2 separate regions of the Mus musculus genome follow, and region 2 is linked to region 1. Evidence: chromatin contacts called from public Hi-C data. All regions are on one chromosome and are shown on one strand. Each heading gives the region's core, a stretch centred on a gene start, on an enhancer-like site or on the middle of the called end of the contact. The rest is flanking DNA. Distances are from core to core; before and after follow the strand shown.

Region 1 (3,704 bases), core at 331-2,830:
GTTTCACTAATGGAAAGAAATGTAAGAACACCAAATAAGTAAACACTACAGCCCTGCACCAGGGCCCAGGCTGTATCTCAGCCTGGTAGAGCGCTGGCCTAGCATGCGCCAAAGCTCGGGATTCTGCTCCTAATACCACATAGACTGGAGTGCTGGCTAGCTTTCTATCATCTTCACAAAAGTCATCCGAGAGGAGAGACGGCAGAAGGTTGGGCTGTCCTGGGGAGCTAAGTACATTTTATAGCCTTCCCTTAAGGATTCTTGGTGGTGACAGATTCCCATGTCACTTCTGGTCCTGATATACCCTGCTCTAGGACAGTCTGAACGTGGCTCTGTTATCCCTTGAGTCAGGACCAGGCCAGTTTTGGCCTGGAGGCCACAGGAAAGGAAGGGCTAGCTGATCACCTGATAGCCTCCTGTCAGAGATAAGAAGGAAAATGAAGACCTGGCCCGGCAGGAGATGGACCTCGGGCTCCTGTGGAAAAGAAATGCATCAGGCCCTCCGCTAGAACCACTAACCGGGCAGAGGACATTTTGTGGTTCTGCTGAGAGGGGTAGGGACATGTCAGAACCTTGTCAGCCCTTGGTGTGGATAGAGATGCACTTCTGGGCTCCGCCCTGGCCGTTGTACGCAGCCATCTTGACTCCGTCCTCACTGCCATTCTGGAGACAGTGCAATTCTTATCCCCACGTACAGGTCCCTAAACTTCCAAGGAGGTCTCTTGATGGCTCAAGTAAGGAAGTGGTTTCTGAGAAAAACCAAAGGCCCCATGGCAAATCCGTGTATTTAATTCTTATGATGGACCCGTATGACCCTACCCATTCTGCAGATGCAGAAACTGAGCAGAGGTGGGTATTTCTCGTGGTCACACAGCTTGCAAGCAGGAAGAGTGAGGCCTCACGTGCAGGCCCCTGTGATTCCTGGATACTTCAGTTCCCCACCATGGGTCTTCACTGAAGTGAGATCTAGTTCACTGAATTAGCAGAAATCCAGTGAGTAGGTTTGTTGTTGTTGTTGTTTTTAAACTGTAACTTTAGATGATTTGCCTTTTGTGTGAGGAAAAGTTGGTCAGTCTCATGCAAAAGTAGGTTTTCTTCCCATTCAAAGGGCCTATTTTTGGAAAATCTGACCCTGTGTTAGAGAGCAGAGGGTTATTTTTGTCTGCTTGGCATGGGTCCCCGTGATCTCCCGGGTTTTTCTGGAAGCAATTAGCACTGGCAATGCACCTGCCAGCCCTTTGGCACTGGTCGGCCGTGCTCAGCCTAAGAGGGTTGAGGTCTCAGGCTGGAGCCTCCCCCAGCCCCCAGTAGAGCTGTGGTCCCCAAAGATTACAGACAAATTGCCAGGGGCCTGCTGTGTCATAGGAACGAGAATATCACCATAATTAAGGTGGGTGCCCCGAACGGCTGCACTCCACACGTGAAATTGAATTTTCTGTCATAGGCTTTGTCGCCGCCGCCGTGGGACCTTCCTGGGCCAGTTGCAAAGACCCTGGTTGTACAGATGCGGTGGGTGTCCTTCCTAGGCCACCATCTGTGCGGCTCCAGCGACTTCACGCTTGAGTACTCTCTAATGGTGATGTTTTCCATTGTTCCAGGGCCCTGGAGGCTGCCGTTTCCCTTGGGGGTGAAGACTTGACCCCGTTCTATGGTCTGGTGTCTGGTGGCAGGGAAGGAAAATTCTACAGGGTAATTGTTATCCGAGGGAACATTTCCTGGGGGCGTCTAGTCAAGGCTGTAGAGCAAACCTTGGGGTCAACCCTCTCTGCTTTTCCACAAAGCTCCGACCCCACACTGAGCTCAGAATGAACTTTTTAGAAAAAAAACAAAAAACAAAAAACCCCAAAAACCCATCCCGTTCGTGGATGTGTGTGACTTCAGAGGGACTGTGCACTGTCTTCTGTTTCGTCTGACACAGGAGTTGGAGGACTATTTTTACTACTCTCAGATCCGCAGTCAAGGTATCGATACAATGGAGACCAGGCAGGTGTCGGAACATATTTGCCTGTCGGAGCTTCCTTTTGTCATGAGAGCGATCGGTTTTTACCCGTCAGAGGAGAAGGTGAGTAGAAACCGGATCAGAGCTGGGGTGGGCTATTTATAACAAGTGCCTCTGGGAAGAGTCTCTGGAGCCAGCCTGGAAATATGCCACTTTTCTCAAGTAAATAGATCAGCAAGAAGACTCTGAGAACTCACACAATGAGCTCCTGAGTAACTGACTGGAGGTAAAGATGTGTCCTGTTCCCGAAGACCAATTCCTTGAGCATGTGTGATGTTAGACGCACCAGGGCCTCCTAAACCTTTGCTGACTTGGCGTCGCTGGCCAGTGGGAGTTCATGAGCAGATACTGAGAAGGTACCACGATCTCCATGTAGCCCTGACTGTATTTCAACTCGAACTGTAGATCAGGCTGGCCTTGAACTCACAGAGATCCCACCTGCCTCTGCTTCCGGAGTGCTGGGACTAAAGGTGTGTGCATCATGCCCGACCTGCAGCCCCATTTTTGCCCAAGTAATTTTTACACAATCCAGGGTATATTGGTGTATAAAATAGGTACACAAATCCAACCTTTGCTGATAATAGCTATGAAGAAACCTATTTTAAAAGAATCCCAGCACTTGGGAGGCAGAGGCAGGCGGATTTCTAAGTTCAAGGCCAGCCTGGTCTACAGAGTGAGTTCCAAGACAGCCAGGGCTACACAGAGAAACCCTGTCTCAAAAAAACAAAACAAAACAAAACAAATTTTGTTTTCCATACAGTGGTACTGTTTGTTAAAGACAAAAACAAATTTGCACACCAGTGAGATGGGTGTGTTTATTTCTTTCTATGTAAGAGTGAAATCTTAGCTAAGTGTTTGATGATGAAGGATGCAGTGTACTTTAAGCGGTTTATTTTTTTCAGAGGCGGCTGAGGTTTGGTTCTGTAATTGTTAATACGAAGAATACCGCTTCCCCTGTAATCCCAGCTCTTGGGGTTTGGAGGCAGGGGCTTCAGAAGCTCAAAGTTGTCCTCAGCTACATTGTAAATGTGAGGCTGGCCTGTCATGTCTCCAAAACCAAAACAACAAAAGTAGAAGTTATTAGAGAGAATCACTTAATATCTTGATAAATTCTCTTCTATTGTCTATATGTGATATAGTCTTATCAGTATTATTTTAACAAAGAATTGGTATTATACCGCACAAGTACACATACAGTCAGTGTGAAACTATGCTTACACATATGGATTTAGTAACGGTGTATTTAGGCGGATAACCTTAATGGTCTAAGTTTCCAGTGTTTTGTGAGCTTGGCGGTAAAAATTTCTTAGTGCTGTGCCTTTTTTGAGCAGTGGGCCCCACTGACTCGCTCAGCTGTTGGATGCTGGGCTTGCCCGGAGCATTTGGCTGTCGAGACACAGCTTCGGTGAACGTGAACATCTCTGTTTTTCATGGTTCTGAGTCCAAGTAGAACTTGAACTGTGTCAGAGAACGTGAGCTTTAAGGCCCTCTTGCCAGCCAGATGTGGTAGCACCCACCCATGACGTATAGCCATGAAAGCACTTACAGCCCACACAAGGGTTCCATGAGCTGGTGTTGTACTGTCCAGTTATTCTGGAGGCTGAACCCAGGAATTCAAGGCTACTTTATCTTGGTTTTTCTTGTTGTTGTTTTTTGTTTGTTTGTTTGTTTGTTTTTTTCCAATGTAGTTTTGTTTTGTTTTGGC
Region 2 (3,935 bases), core at 153-2,652, 130 kb after region 1:
ACAGTTGGATAGAATTGTGAGGTTTTTTTTTTCATAACATTAATATTTATTGCTTTATATGAATACTGTATTGAAAGCCCAAGCATTCAGTTACACACGAAATTATACAATTATATACCGCTTCACAAAGGCAGTGAACACATTACAGTCTACAAAACCTACTTTACAGAAATTTAAAAATTCTAAATATCAAAAAGTACAGCTGAAGAAACAGGTATAAATTTGGCAGCCAGTAATTCTGACAGGGAAGTTGCAGCTTGCATGACTTTAAATATGTGAATTTGAAAATATTGAGTTTATAGAGTAGTAACCATTGTGCTTTGTGTTGATCTGAAAAATATAACACTGGCTGTTGAAGAAGCATGTTCAAAAATATTAATTCACTTCAAAATGTTATACAAATCATGGTGGTTTCTGTGCACCCCTAACGCCTCGGTCATTTTAGCTCAGGTACATTACTGAAGTCCTCTACTAATTCTTCCAGTACAGTGATGTTTCACACCAGTACCATGCGGCATATAGGATTATTCAGAAAGACAGATGTGATGTTGACAGTGTTCAGAAAAGCAACCGAATGTTATGGGACCTGTGGGCTCTTGAGATGGTTTCATGTCAGGCTCCGAAGCACTCATTCTACAGACAGCAAGCTAATGCTTGAGCACAACTCCCAAGATAAAGCACACTTTCCATAAATAAATGAAGTCTTGTTGTCTCAGGCACCTTAGAAGTATACAAAAGAATTTAGTTTGCACAGATCTCTTGGAATGTGTTTAACCTGGTATTTCAACAGACTGAAAGATTCCCAGGGTCTCACAGGGGCCAGATTTTTGTCTCAACTACTCAGAAGAGAAGATGTCTTCTGAAAGAAGTGAACTCAGTCATTACCAATAAAAAAGTATTGGCTGCAGTTGTTTGTTTTTCCATGTCCACTCTCAAGTAGACAAGCAGGGTGAGCGTGAGCAGCTTGCTCCCCAACGGAGCGTGAGCAGCTTGCTCCCCAACGGAGAGGAGAGGAGAGCAGAGCAGGACCTGACCGTCCGTGCCTGCTTCCCTTTGCGTTGGGGGTGCTTTACCAGTGGAGATTCAGGAGCATCACCAGGACAAGTGAAGAGGTGATGCGGTTGAATTGATCAGTGAGTGACCCAGAGCTGTAATCAGCAGCCTGTACTCTCTGTGTTGGCTTCCTTTTGGAGAGAATGAACAAGAGTCGGTGTCTAATTTACCCCAGCGAGCAGAATCCGTGATCCAGTCCTGCCCTCCTGTGTTCTTGATAGCCCAGTGCTTTCCTTCTGAGGCTTGCACTTTAATTTTCATTCCAAAGCAGTCTTTTGCCAGACCGCTGAAGAATTCATGGTTTGCTAACTCCATCCAACAAAATTGTAAGAGGGGCCTTTGTTGTCCTGTGAACTTCCTGTTTTGTGTCAGCAACCCTCCTTCTAGGAAGGGGGGGGGTAGGGGCAGAGTGTATGAAGACGTCTTCATGGAAACATTAAGCAATTGTTTTAATAACTGGGTTTAGAAGCACTGGACCAGCAGTCCTAAAATGAGTAAGAGCTAGACCATGGCTGTCTCATGGGGTGGAGGCTGGGCTAAGTACCTGGCAAATGTCCCTTGTGGTCATGGCCATGACACAGGAAGCACACGGTTCAGAAGTATGAGGTAGAAGAAACTTCCAGGTACAGGGCCAGTGGTCTCACAAGCTCTCTAGTATTTCTGGCTATAATTTAAAGAAGCCTTGTAGTTGGACTGTCTGAAAGATGTGTAGACCAGGGCGGAAAGCAGAAACCTGATCAGAGGCTTTTGGGTGCCCTGCTTTCTCATGGAGTGACTGCCTCTGCTGCTGCCTTATGGAGTCTTTTAAAGTAGCTTTTCCTAGTTTTGTGGGAAACTCGACTTGTGGTGTAAGAAGGGCTCCTATACACATAGCCCCTCTTCCCTCTGTGAGGTGCCAGAGAGCACATTAGGAAAGAAACAGACAGAAATTATAACACATCCACCACTGAGCTGCACTCCCCAGCCTTCATCACTTTGTAGCTTTTGCCATCGTATAACTATGAGCGATGGTGTAGGACTTGTCAGTCATCCATTCTGTGTACCAGACAGGGTTTTGGACTAGTTTCTTTATGTGTGTATAGCGCCACTTGCTGGCTGTAGAGATGTTGCAGAAATATGAGATGGTAGAGGCTTAGAAATGCATATTTTCCTGCTAAAATTTGACTTTGTTTGCCATAAGTATTGTGAATAAGAGAAACATCTCAGCAAGCGGTTGGGGAGAACCAAGGAATGCTTGCACTGTTTATATATAGGTCAATATCCTTTTCTGTACCTGCTACTCTCATCATGATACCTACCTGCAAGAGCTGTGTGTGTAGTCTGATGGGGAAGAGGTTGACAGCACACTGCCCCCTTTTTCATAGGTGCACAGCGGAGGTATGATTGGCCTAGGTTAGCCCACTGGTTAACTCTCACAGATCTTGAGAGGGCACTAACATCTGTTTCTTCCTGGAGCCATGGGTCCAACACAGCTCTTTGTAGTCACTCTTCTTTTGAAGTCATCTCTGAGATAGTACTCAGTCAGATTCTGGTACTAATGAGCACATGGCACAACCATGGACTCCTGGCTGTCACAAGAATGGAGTATCAGTTATAGAAAAAGTGTTTTTAGTTTAGACTTGCTCCTTAATTTCATTTGAATACTAGAACTGCACACTGGCCAGACCTGAAATTGCTAGAGGACCTTGCTCCCCATGGGAAGACCGACTGACTGTGTTGAAGACAGGCTCTGTCTGCAGCCTTCTCTGGACTAGCCCACTGGCTCTTACAGCTCTGATGAGCTCCACTTCTGTTACCTCGTCATAGTCACCAGCCAAGCAGGAGCAGTGCCTCCTCGCTTCTCCTTGGCCTCAGCTTAAGTTTTAGCCCCTGCATTGGTGTTCTCTCACACAACTCCTGGATGGCACGGGCCCGCGTCTCCCTTCTCTCCTCCCTCAGCTCTTAGGTCTTTCCTCACAGAGTAGGTGCTGAGCGCTCCTGGCTGAGTACAGAGAAAGAAAGCCATGGCCCTGCCACTGCGACCGCATGTCAGGTGCCTGCTCCAGCTCCCTCTTCCATGTGTGTGCATGTGTGGGCGGGTGTACATACACATGTGTGGGTGGGTGTACATACACATGTGTGGGTGGGTGTACATACACATAAACAGACAGACTTTCAACTAACCCTTAGTTAAATCACTGTGGAGGAGATGGCATTGTTTGATTATACCCAATAAACAGAAGCACCAGAACACCCCTTGCCAACGTAGTTGCACAGCTGGGGCGGAGGGAGTACAGGCTCCAGTCCCTTAGCTAGGGCCTTATGCTCACAGACGGATGATCAGTTACATGGGCAGGTTAGTCATGCCTCTGGAGTGGCAGCTGAAAGAGGAGGTGGAAAGACTCTTCAGGTTCCTGACCTTTGGCCAGAGACTGTTGCTATCGTTGTATTCTCAGATGCTAAGAGGGTGTGCTGGGACACTTTTTAGGGACGGGTCACTGTGCTCTTTCTTTTTAAAAAAATGCTTATTTTTATTTTGTGTGTATGAGTGGTTTGCCTGCATGTTTGTAAATGCATTGCATGTCTGGTGTCTGTGGAAACCAGAAGAAGGCATCCGATGTTATGAAACTGGACTTACAGGCTATTGTAAGCCACCATCTGGGTCCTGTAAACTGAACACCAGTCCTCTGTGAGAGCAGCAGCAATCACTCTTTAGTGGCTGAACTATCTTTGAATTGCTGGGGCCATCTCATTCTGTTTCACAATCCACAGCCTGGGCACTGATAGTGTGGGTGGAAAGATGAAGAGTTCTGCCAGGTATTTAATGGGAAACTCTCCTTACATCCCAAGCTTTCGGGTTCACTTTATGTCTTGCCTCTTTGAATGCTTCTGCTTCCTTGACT

The links. Hi-C and Micro-C count contacts between places; a contact is called where the count stands out from the background.
Region 2: a Hi-C map of olfactory sensory neurons shows a contact between it and region 1, with 3 times the contacts expected there. The contact joins two enhancer-like sites. A contact is called at or near these places in 6 of 39 promoter capture datasets (the C10 cell line, the HPC-7 cell line, embryonic stem cells and 3 more), 2 of 15 datasets of contacts at CTCF or cohesin (large pre-B cells and pro-B cells), 29 of 484 Hi-C or Micro-C datasets (the 63-12 cell line, B cells, the C2C12 cell line and 15 more), 6 of 115 datasets of contacts at active chromatin or transcription factors (the 230-238 cell line, T-cell acute lymphoblastic leukemia, embryonic stem cells and 2 more) and 4 of 9 other capture datasets (adipose tissue, embryonic stem cells, liver and 1 more).

Annotation. Positions count from the first base shown.
Region 1 is chr5:123,300,776-123,304,479 of GRCm38.p6, forward strand. It overlaps Wdr66 (WD repeat domain 66), which reads left to right. Exons shown (of 21, transcript NM_001370840.1): 17 at 1,599-1,689; 18 at 1,919-2,062. Among named protein-coding and RNA genes, the nearest start is that of Bcl7a, 42 kb to the right of the region's middle. Within about 2 kb of position 1,581, at least 23 of the 459 cell types and tissues checked have an H3K27ac peak or open chromatin away from gene starts, as enhancers often do. A contact at or near this core is called in cerebellum and olfactory sensory neurons, where this site is marked.
Region 2 is chr5:123,434,874-123,438,808 of GRCm38.p6, forward strand. The region is part of intron 1 of Mlxip (MLX interacting protein); the gene reads left to right. Among named protein-coding and RNA genes, the nearest start is that of Mlxip, 42 kb to the left of the region's middle. Within about 2 kb of position 1,403, at least 90 of the 459 cell types and tissues checked have an H3K27ac peak or open chromatin away from gene starts, as enhancers often do. A contact at or near this core is called in cerebellum and olfactory sensory neurons, where this site is marked.